Regions from separate parts of the Mus musculus genome. Here region 2 is linked to region 1. A link is a contact called in public Hi-C data. All regions are on one chromosome and are shown on one strand. The core of a region is the stretch at or near the end of the contact, and the rest is flanking DNA. Distances in the headings are between cores, read along the strand shown.

Region 1 (3,988 bases), core at 837-3,336:
AGTAAAGCCAGGCACTGGCGGGGATCTCATCCAGTGTCAGTTAGTGTGGACTGGCCATGTGCTGTGTGCCAAACCCTGATCCAGGCTCAAGGAAAGTGGCAGAGACCAGAAGGAAAAGGGGACCCCCTGACCTCAGTGCGTGTGTGTGCACACACACACAGACACACACACACAGACACACACACACAGACACACACACAGACACACACACACACAGACACAGGCACACAGACACACAGACACACAGACACACACACACACAGAGGTCATCTTAAGTGACCAAGCCCTGCTGGAGAGGAGAATGACTGCATTTTCACCCCATTGTAAAGGCAAGAAAAGGGAGGCATAGGACATTAGGTCCTGGGTTCCATGCTAACTGATGATCCTGTGGATGTGGTCAGACATCAGATGGGGTTGGCTGGCAAACAGTGTGTGCTGTGTATGTTTGCTGAGACAAGGTTACAGTATGTAGCTCGGGTTGGCCCAGGTTGGCCTAAAACTCATGATCCTCCTGTCTCTGCCTCTCAAATTCTAGGATTGCAGGCATGTGCCGCCATGTTGGGCTTTTTATTTCCTTGTCTTTCCGTGTGTGTGTGTGTGTGTGTGTGTGTGTGTGTGTGTGTGTGTGTGTGTGTATGTGTGTGTGTTCACATGCACGTGGAGGTCCCAGGTTAATCTCAGGAATCGCCCTCAAGCATTTTCACCTTGTTCTATGAGGCTAAGTCTCTCAATCAAACCCAGAACTCACCAATACATCTGTTTGCATTGGAGATTCCACCTGTCCCTTCCAAGGCTAGACTAGAAATGAGTCACCATATCCACAGGGTATTTATGTGGGTTTGGGGATCTGCACTCTGGTCTTTACACTGGTGGCAAGTGTTTTAACCACTTCGCCATCTCCCTGGCCCCATGTCAGGCTTTGATTGGCAGCTCTTGGAGCACAGGGCTGCTGAGTGCCCTCCAGTGTCACACTCTCTGTGACTTTAGGACAACCTCCGAGTGGAGGACATAGCTGTCCCCTGATCTTGCCAGCTGCTTTAATGTCTGTGGTCTGTCTTTTCTCCACACCCAAGCATCCCTGGCACCTCCTGGTCCTGCAGAGCCTCCTCTTACAGGGGACCTCACAGTGGACAAACTGTGCTAGCATCACTCTCTGGAGACCAAGGCTGTCCTGAATGGCCAAGAGGAGAGGTTATACACTATGGTGCTGGGCTGCCAGGCTGGACACCTCTATGTGAGTGGGCTGTTGGGAAGATGTCTGGGAACAGAGCACCCACTCACCTCGTCTGCACAGGCCTGACACACACACAGACACAGGCACACAGACACACACAGACACTCACACACAGACACAGGCACACAGACAGACACACACACACATATACACAGACACACACACACACATATACACAGACACACACACACACATATACACAGACACACACACACACACACAGAGGTCAATGACCATAGGGTTCTTTCCCAGAGCCTGGAGGGATGCCTGGTGGCTTGGAATCCTCGAAATGTGAGTAACCTTCCCACCCCAATTGTCCGTGTTCAGTTTTATCACCTCTGATCCAGACTAGCATGATGTTTTTCTGCCTGGAATCTTTGCCTCCCTCTGTGTCTCATGCTACAGTCTGCTTGGCAGCCATAGGGAACGTTACAAGATGCTAGCATGGTTTGTTATAGCCCTGCCCCAAGAACTCACAGCTTGCCTTGGGATGGCAAGCCCAGTTCTGCTGCCACAGCTGCTTCATCCAGGTCCTCTACTGCCTTCCTGAATCTTTCCTGCCTCAGGTCCTTGGCACATCCTGCAGTTGGAGCTGCCACTGCTCCTTCAGCTTCAGTTTCCTTCTGCCATCTATAGAGAGTAAATTCACACCTCTTGTCTCCTTAAATGATTTCGCCACTCCCCACACCCACACACTCCCCACCTTATCCCCCCACCTCTCTATTCCCAGTTCAGCTCTGAGCCTCTATGTGACATGGTCTACTTACGTTTGCATGATTGCCTCTCCAGTCTGCTCTGCCGGTTGTAGTGCTCCCAGGGGCTTCCCTAGGAACCATGACTTCTCCAATTTCAAGGGGTGTGGTATATAATAATTGCTTAAGGCGTCATTGTAAGTCAGTCAGCTTGATGCTATTTATAGTTCGCTAGCCTGCAGAAATAGCAGTGTCTCTTTCAGGCCTGTGGGTTCGTGGTCTCTGTCACAGTGACTTCATGTCCTTACTCAGTGTGCAAGTACAGAAGTAATTGCTTAGTGAGTATGTGCAACTATATCCAAATAAAACTTTATGGGACTGGAGGGATGGCTCAGCAATTAAGAACACTTGGTGTTCATTCAGAGGACCCTAGTTCAATTCCCAGCACCCATAACCACCCTTAACTCCAGCTTGAGGCATCTGATGGCCTCTTCCAGCCTCTACAGGCACCTGTATTCATACCTAGAGACACAGGACTAAATATACAAATAGCAGATGGCGGGGTCAGGAGGACCTCTGAGAGTATGTAGCTCACCTGGTCAAATTCCAGACCAGCCAGGACAATACAGGCTGCACTGGCCTGTGGCCTTTGATTTGCAGTCTTGGCACATACACCCTAGCCTCACATGGCCCATGTCCCTGGGCCTCAGCTCCCTTTCTTGTGGAGTGGGCAGTGTGTCTGTTTTTCCATAGTGGCCATAGCTCAGAGAGTAACTGGTCCTAAGCACGTGACATGTTTACCAGGCCCTCATTAGACTCCTGACCCGCTCAGGAGAGATCACCACAACCTCCAACAAGCATTTATTGAACACCGACTGTGTGCACACAGAATAAAATAGTGCTTCTCTTCTCTAGGAAGGAAGATGAAGCCAAGCATGCAGTGGGATGAGCATCCCATCCCAGGACTTCACTTCCCCATAATCTCGGGGGCTGGCAGTGGCTCCTCCAGATGCTGGCCAGTAATGTCCAAGGGGAAATGTAAGACCCCTGAAGCTGGACCTCCGTTCAAGTCCTGGGATGAGCTGGCCAGCACTCCAATGACTCGAGAGAAAACCACACCTGATGCAAACTGCAAGAGTCTTTATTATCAGCTAGCTGAGGAGGAACTCCTTCTGTCATGCAGGGCAGGGGAGTTTGACCCCCAGCAGTAACAGTAGGGGGCTTTTAAAGGAAAAGTGAGGAATTGGGAGGAGTTGGGAAGAGAGTTGGCTGCAGCTCCTCTCTGGCGAGGGATGGGGAGTGAGCTGCAGCTCCTCTCCAGGTCTATCTCCGTGTCCTTGGCTCAGGGAGCCAGGCAAGCGCCTGGATAGGTCTTTTTACAATTATCGCATCTCTGGTTGTAAGTATAGAAACAAAAAGGCTTTTTGCTGTCTATAGAGAACAAAGAGCTTCTTTCTGGCTGTATCCCCAGAGATCGGGAAAAACAGACTTGGGGGAACATCCAGGGGCTTTACCTCCCACGGAGAAACGCTCTGAGTTGGGGTCTCACAGAAACAGAACAGAATACCAAGCCAGACACTGCAGGTGTGGCTCCCAGTGGCCTTTATGGCTTCCTTAGCCAGAGATTTCTGAGTGATGCTCCAGGCCAAATACAGCCACATGTGTGCTTTTATGGCCTGCTTATTCTGAGAACTGGAAGATTTTAGACAAATCCTGGGTTTCTGTTGTTTATAAGAAAAGAAAAATCAGAAGGCCTGGCCCCCACATAGACTCAAACTCTAGCTGAGAACATCTGGCCAGGAACAAGGCTGGAGACGCCTCCATTTACAGTCATTCTGATCTCTTCTCTGCCCAGAGCTGCGCCTTGGTGGGGAGGCGACTCTATGGCAGAAACATTGCCTAGGCTCTGGGCTCTGGCCAACACTGCAACCAAGAACAGAAGGTTTCGTCACACACATTTTCCTCCCTAGCTGATTCCTTTCCTTCCATCAATTCCAAGAAACCATGTTTGCTTTTATCTTAAAGTCAACTGTCAGAGTTCTCCATCAGTACAGACATGAAG
Region 2 (3,993 bases), core at 682-3,181, 200 kb before region 1:
TGTCAATTTGTGTGAGTTGTTTGTATATGCTAGATTCACTCATTTCACATATAGTTAGTGGCATGCGATGCTGCTCAGTTGGTAGAGTGCTTGCCTAACATGCATAAAACCCTGGGTTTGCTCCCCAGCACCCTATAAACTGCTTGTGGGGACACATTCCTTTAATCAAGTATTGGGAAGGTGGAGGCAGGAGGGTCAGAAGTTTAGAGTCGTCTTCATCCAACTAGGGTAGCAGCAATAAATAAGAACTTAAATTCCTAAGAGGAATTTGGATAAAGTAAGATGTAAATAAATGAATAAGACAACATAGGTACTTACAGGTACCATCAAAGTAAGAAGAAAGTCCCGCCATCTCCCCAAAACTTCCCTCCCCTGAATACTTGATACTAGGCAGGTAGTGGGGGAAAGTGAGCGCACAATGAGTAAGGCGAGGAGCTGGATGTGCTCAGAGACAGCAGCGTGTGCCTCCCCAGAGATAGGCTTGTGTGAGCAAGGAAAACAGGGTGGCTAGGCGGACAGTCAGATAGCTGCAGGTGGATGTCATGTGGCAGTCTCCTCACCCCGGCTGACTGCGAGGGAAGGGTCTAGCTTCTGCAACTGCTCCTTCCAGGGCCAGGCCAGGTTAGCAAGCAACAGCCGTGCTCTCGGGGCTGGTGCATTAGGACTGGATCAGTGGGTTTGTGTTGTTGTAAGGCCTGGGCCCTCTCTTATTTAATAAAGGAACATTTTCTGTTTCAGATTACCTAGGAACAGTGCGATTTGGGGTTATCACAGATAAACACCTTGCGAGACTGGTATCCTTAGTGCACTCTGGAAGTGTGTATTTACATAGACATTTCAACACATCACTTGTAAGTATTTTAAAATCACATTTGTATTAGCGCAGCGGTTCTTAACCTTAGTAGGTCACAGACTCAATTAAGAACTGGATGAAATGTATGAGCCTCTCCCTCGGAAAGAACATGTGATTTCATGTACAAATTGAGAATTCCTGTAAGCCCACTCTAGAACCTAGTCCTGATTAAGATCCGTGCCTTAGAGGACTCTTAACTGTGCTGTCTAGAACCTGTTTGCTTAGATTTTAGAGTCTGGAATAGCTTTGCTGGGTTGTTGCCCTTCTTGAGTGAAGCTGCGGCTACTCAGTGGTGATCTCTCACTCTAGGTGCATGATCTCTGAGATGAGCGTCTACTGGGCAGTATTGTTCGTGTGTTCTTGTATGACGTGCAGGGGCATGAGCAGCTTATCCCTGCACTAATAGTGCAGTGTTGAAGTTGTTGTCAAGACACAGTGAGGAGCTGATAGCTTCTCACCTCAGAGGACCTGGTTCTCACCGTCTCCTTTGTCTCCTGACTTCCTTTGCCTTTGTGCTGAGCCTGCTGCCACTCACCCACTCTGAGCATTGAGCTTCACAACTGTGTTCTTGCTACTTAAATAGTCGTTGCTGACAGGATATTTTCTGAAGTATTTTATTTTTAATTATATTTATTTCGTCTCACACACGCCACGGGTCCAAGGACAATTTGTAGGAGTTCATTTTCTTCTACCACAAATGTCGTAGGAATGGAACTCAGGTTGTCAGACTTGGCAGCAAGTGCCTTTATCCACTGAGCCCTCTGGATGGTCCTCTGAAGTGTTTTCATTGCTGACAGGATCACTGGTATTTGGTTTCAGTGGAGATTTCTTCAGGTCTTTCTAGATGCTGTCGAAAACTCAATAGGGATTGCCCTTGCTTGCCAGTCATTTTAGCATCTGTCTAATTCTTAGAGCTCACAGATATTGTGCTTTTTTTCTTGGTATTCATATTCTGTTAAAATGTATTTTTGTGTTTTCCAAATAGAAATGTTTTAAACCCCCACTGTCCTCCTCTGAGCATTGCTGCTGGCTGCCTCTCCACAGCCTGCCCACTCTCCTTGTGCCTGTCTCACTTTTTACTTCCTCTGCTTTGCTAGCTCTCATTTTCTCACACCATCGTTTTAGCCGACGTGTATTTATAGCACAGAACACTGCAGAAGAGTAAGGGGGAAAAGGAGAACTGGGCAGTAGTTCTGGGCAGTGTTTACCAGCATATATCTTTTATCAAATGAAGTATTATTGGAAGGTTAGAGTCTTAAAAAGCAGTAGGCACATTCATGTGAAGTCACTTAGGTCTCCATTCTAGTGTTCCCAACGCTTCATTTTGTGAAACTTTCCAAAGTACCACTCTGGAAATTGTTTGAAACTTGTGATTTATATCAAGTGTCTTTCAAAAGTACTTTTATATTACAAACAACAACAACAAAACCCAAAGGGAAAACGCCTCCAAGTGTCTCTTTCCTGCTACACATGATGTGATCTACAGCCCGTGTAAACTCAGGTCACTCTGCTGAATCCCTGTTCAATGCCAGGAATGTGTCCAGCTGCTGGGGTGACCTCGAACAAAGCCTTTAGAGCTTCTGCCTAGTGGATGCTTCACTCTGGCCTCTGGGACAGAATCTGACAAGCTAAGATTAAGATATAACATCCTGTAACAATAGACAATGGACCTAGATTATTATAAACACCACGTGGTGCTCTGTAACTCTCCTTAGGGTGTTTAGAGGTCATTACAGCCACCTGAAGACAGGGAGAGTGTCTGGATAGTTGAGTCTCTCAGGGGACAAAAGGTGAACCCAGTGATATGAAAGTCACCTCTTGCTCCCATGGTGGCTTTCAGCCCACTTGTTGAGACTGTGTGGAGAGGTGGGCTAAGTGTTGGCTTTATGGCCCGTAGTCATGGCCTCTGGGTGCCTTTTCCTCCCTTACAGTGCAGCTTGACCCGGCCTCTGGAGTGCGGTACTAGTCTTTCGCTCTGCCTTGTCTAACACACCTCTACATTATTCTGTTATATTTGTCCTTGGCAGGTCTTCCCCAGGGAAGTCATGAACTTCACAGCTGAGAACATCTATAAGTGGGCCTCAGAAAACCAGGAGACCCTCTTCCGATGGCTACAGCCTCATGGAGGCAAGAGTCTGCTGTTGAACAATGAGCTGAAGAAAGGACCAGCACTCTTCCTGTTCATACCGTTTGATCCCCTAGCCGAGAGACATCCTCTTCTAGATGAGGTAAGAGGCCTAGTGATTCTGACACCTGTCAATAGATCTCCTTCCACGTTAAAGGGCACTAACTAATCCATCATCACAAGGAGTCATCAGGAATAGTTGCTGGGGCTCAGTGGCTTTTGCCTGGGACCGGGATTCCCCAGCTTCTCTTGTCTATTCGTTGCTCCAGTCTGGGGTGAATAGCAGAGAAGGGAAATGAACTTGTTTCCCCAGAGACCTAGTAAACAGCACTTCTTCAGATGGCTGCACTGACCTTCCTGTTGAGGGGCGATGGGAGCTCAGGCAAGCTGGTAAAGCCTAGGGCCTGCCACTTTTGGGGACCTCGCCAGGCACAGCTGCACTGATGATGTGTGTCTTTCTCTAAACCTTATAGGCAGGTTTCCAGAGACAGCTGCCCTGCCTGGAGTCTTCCCTCCCTCCTGCCTTGCTTTCTGGGATATCCGTTCTCTCTAGACATGAGTTCATTTTACACGTGAATCATTTGGAGGCACTTAGAGGGAGCAATAGCAATCAGCAGAGAGCCTGGGATTGCTAAATTGGATTTACTAGGCTTTTTTTTCTTTCCTTCAAGGATCCCTTAATTGGCCCAAACTATAATCTGAATCACTGTAACACAGCCCAGGCGAAGCAGACAGTGCCTGTCCCTGGGCCTCTCAGCACTGCTCTGGAAGCTGGGGAGGAAGTCACTAGCCAGGCTCGCCATGCTGTTCTCCAGCATTTGTTTCAAGTTGCCATCCCGACTGGGAGCTTTCTAATGGCTGCACAGCCTGGCTTTAAAGGAAAAGTAGAGAGAAGTGAAGCGGCTCTGTTCCTCCCACTGAACTGAAGTGGGACTCAAGGCTCCATTCTTTACAAAGTGTGCACTGCATGAATGCTTTATGGTCCAAGAAGCTCTTTCCATGCCCAGGCCTCTGT

Evidence for each region. Hi-C and Micro-C count contacts between places; a contact is called where the count stands out from the background.
Region 2: a contact with region 1 is called in a Hi-C map of bone marrow-derived macrophages, with 35 read pairs. The contact joins two enhancer-like sites. A contact is called at or near these places in 1 of 39 promoter capture datasets (embryonic stem cells), 3 of 15 datasets of contacts at CTCF or cohesin (CD8 T cells, the NIH/3T3 cell line and large pre-B cells), 26 of 484 Hi-C or Micro-C datasets (the AML12 cell line, B cells, the Ba/F3 cell line and 18 more), 6 of 115 datasets of contacts at active chromatin or transcription factors (the 230-238 cell line, T-cell acute lymphoblastic leukemia, bone marrow-derived dendritic cells and 3 more) and 5 of 9 other capture datasets (adipose tissue, embryonic stem cells, liver and 2 more).

What each region holds. Positions count from the first base shown.
Region 1 is chr16:10,895,654-10,899,641 of GRCm38.p6, reverse strand. No RefSeq gene overlaps it. Among named protein-coding and RNA genes, the nearest start is that of Gm21859, 17 kb to the left of the region's middle. Within about 2 kb of position 2,086, at least 40 of the 459 cell types and tissues checked have an H3K27ac peak or open chromatin away from gene starts, as enhancers often do. A contact at or near this core is called in bone marrow-derived macrophages, where this site is marked.
Region 2 is chr16:11,090,674-11,094,666 of GRCm38.p6, reverse strand. Txndc11 (thioredoxin domain containing 11) reads left to right here. Exons shown (of 12, transcript NM_029582.2): 6 at 739-851; 7 at 2,881-3,081. Among named protein-coding and RNA genes, the nearest start is that of Snn, 26 kb to the right of the region's middle. Within about 2 kb of position 1,931, at least 50 of the 459 cell types and tissues checked have an H3K27ac peak or open chromatin away from gene starts, as enhancers often do. A contact at or near this core is called in bone marrow-derived macrophages, where this site is marked.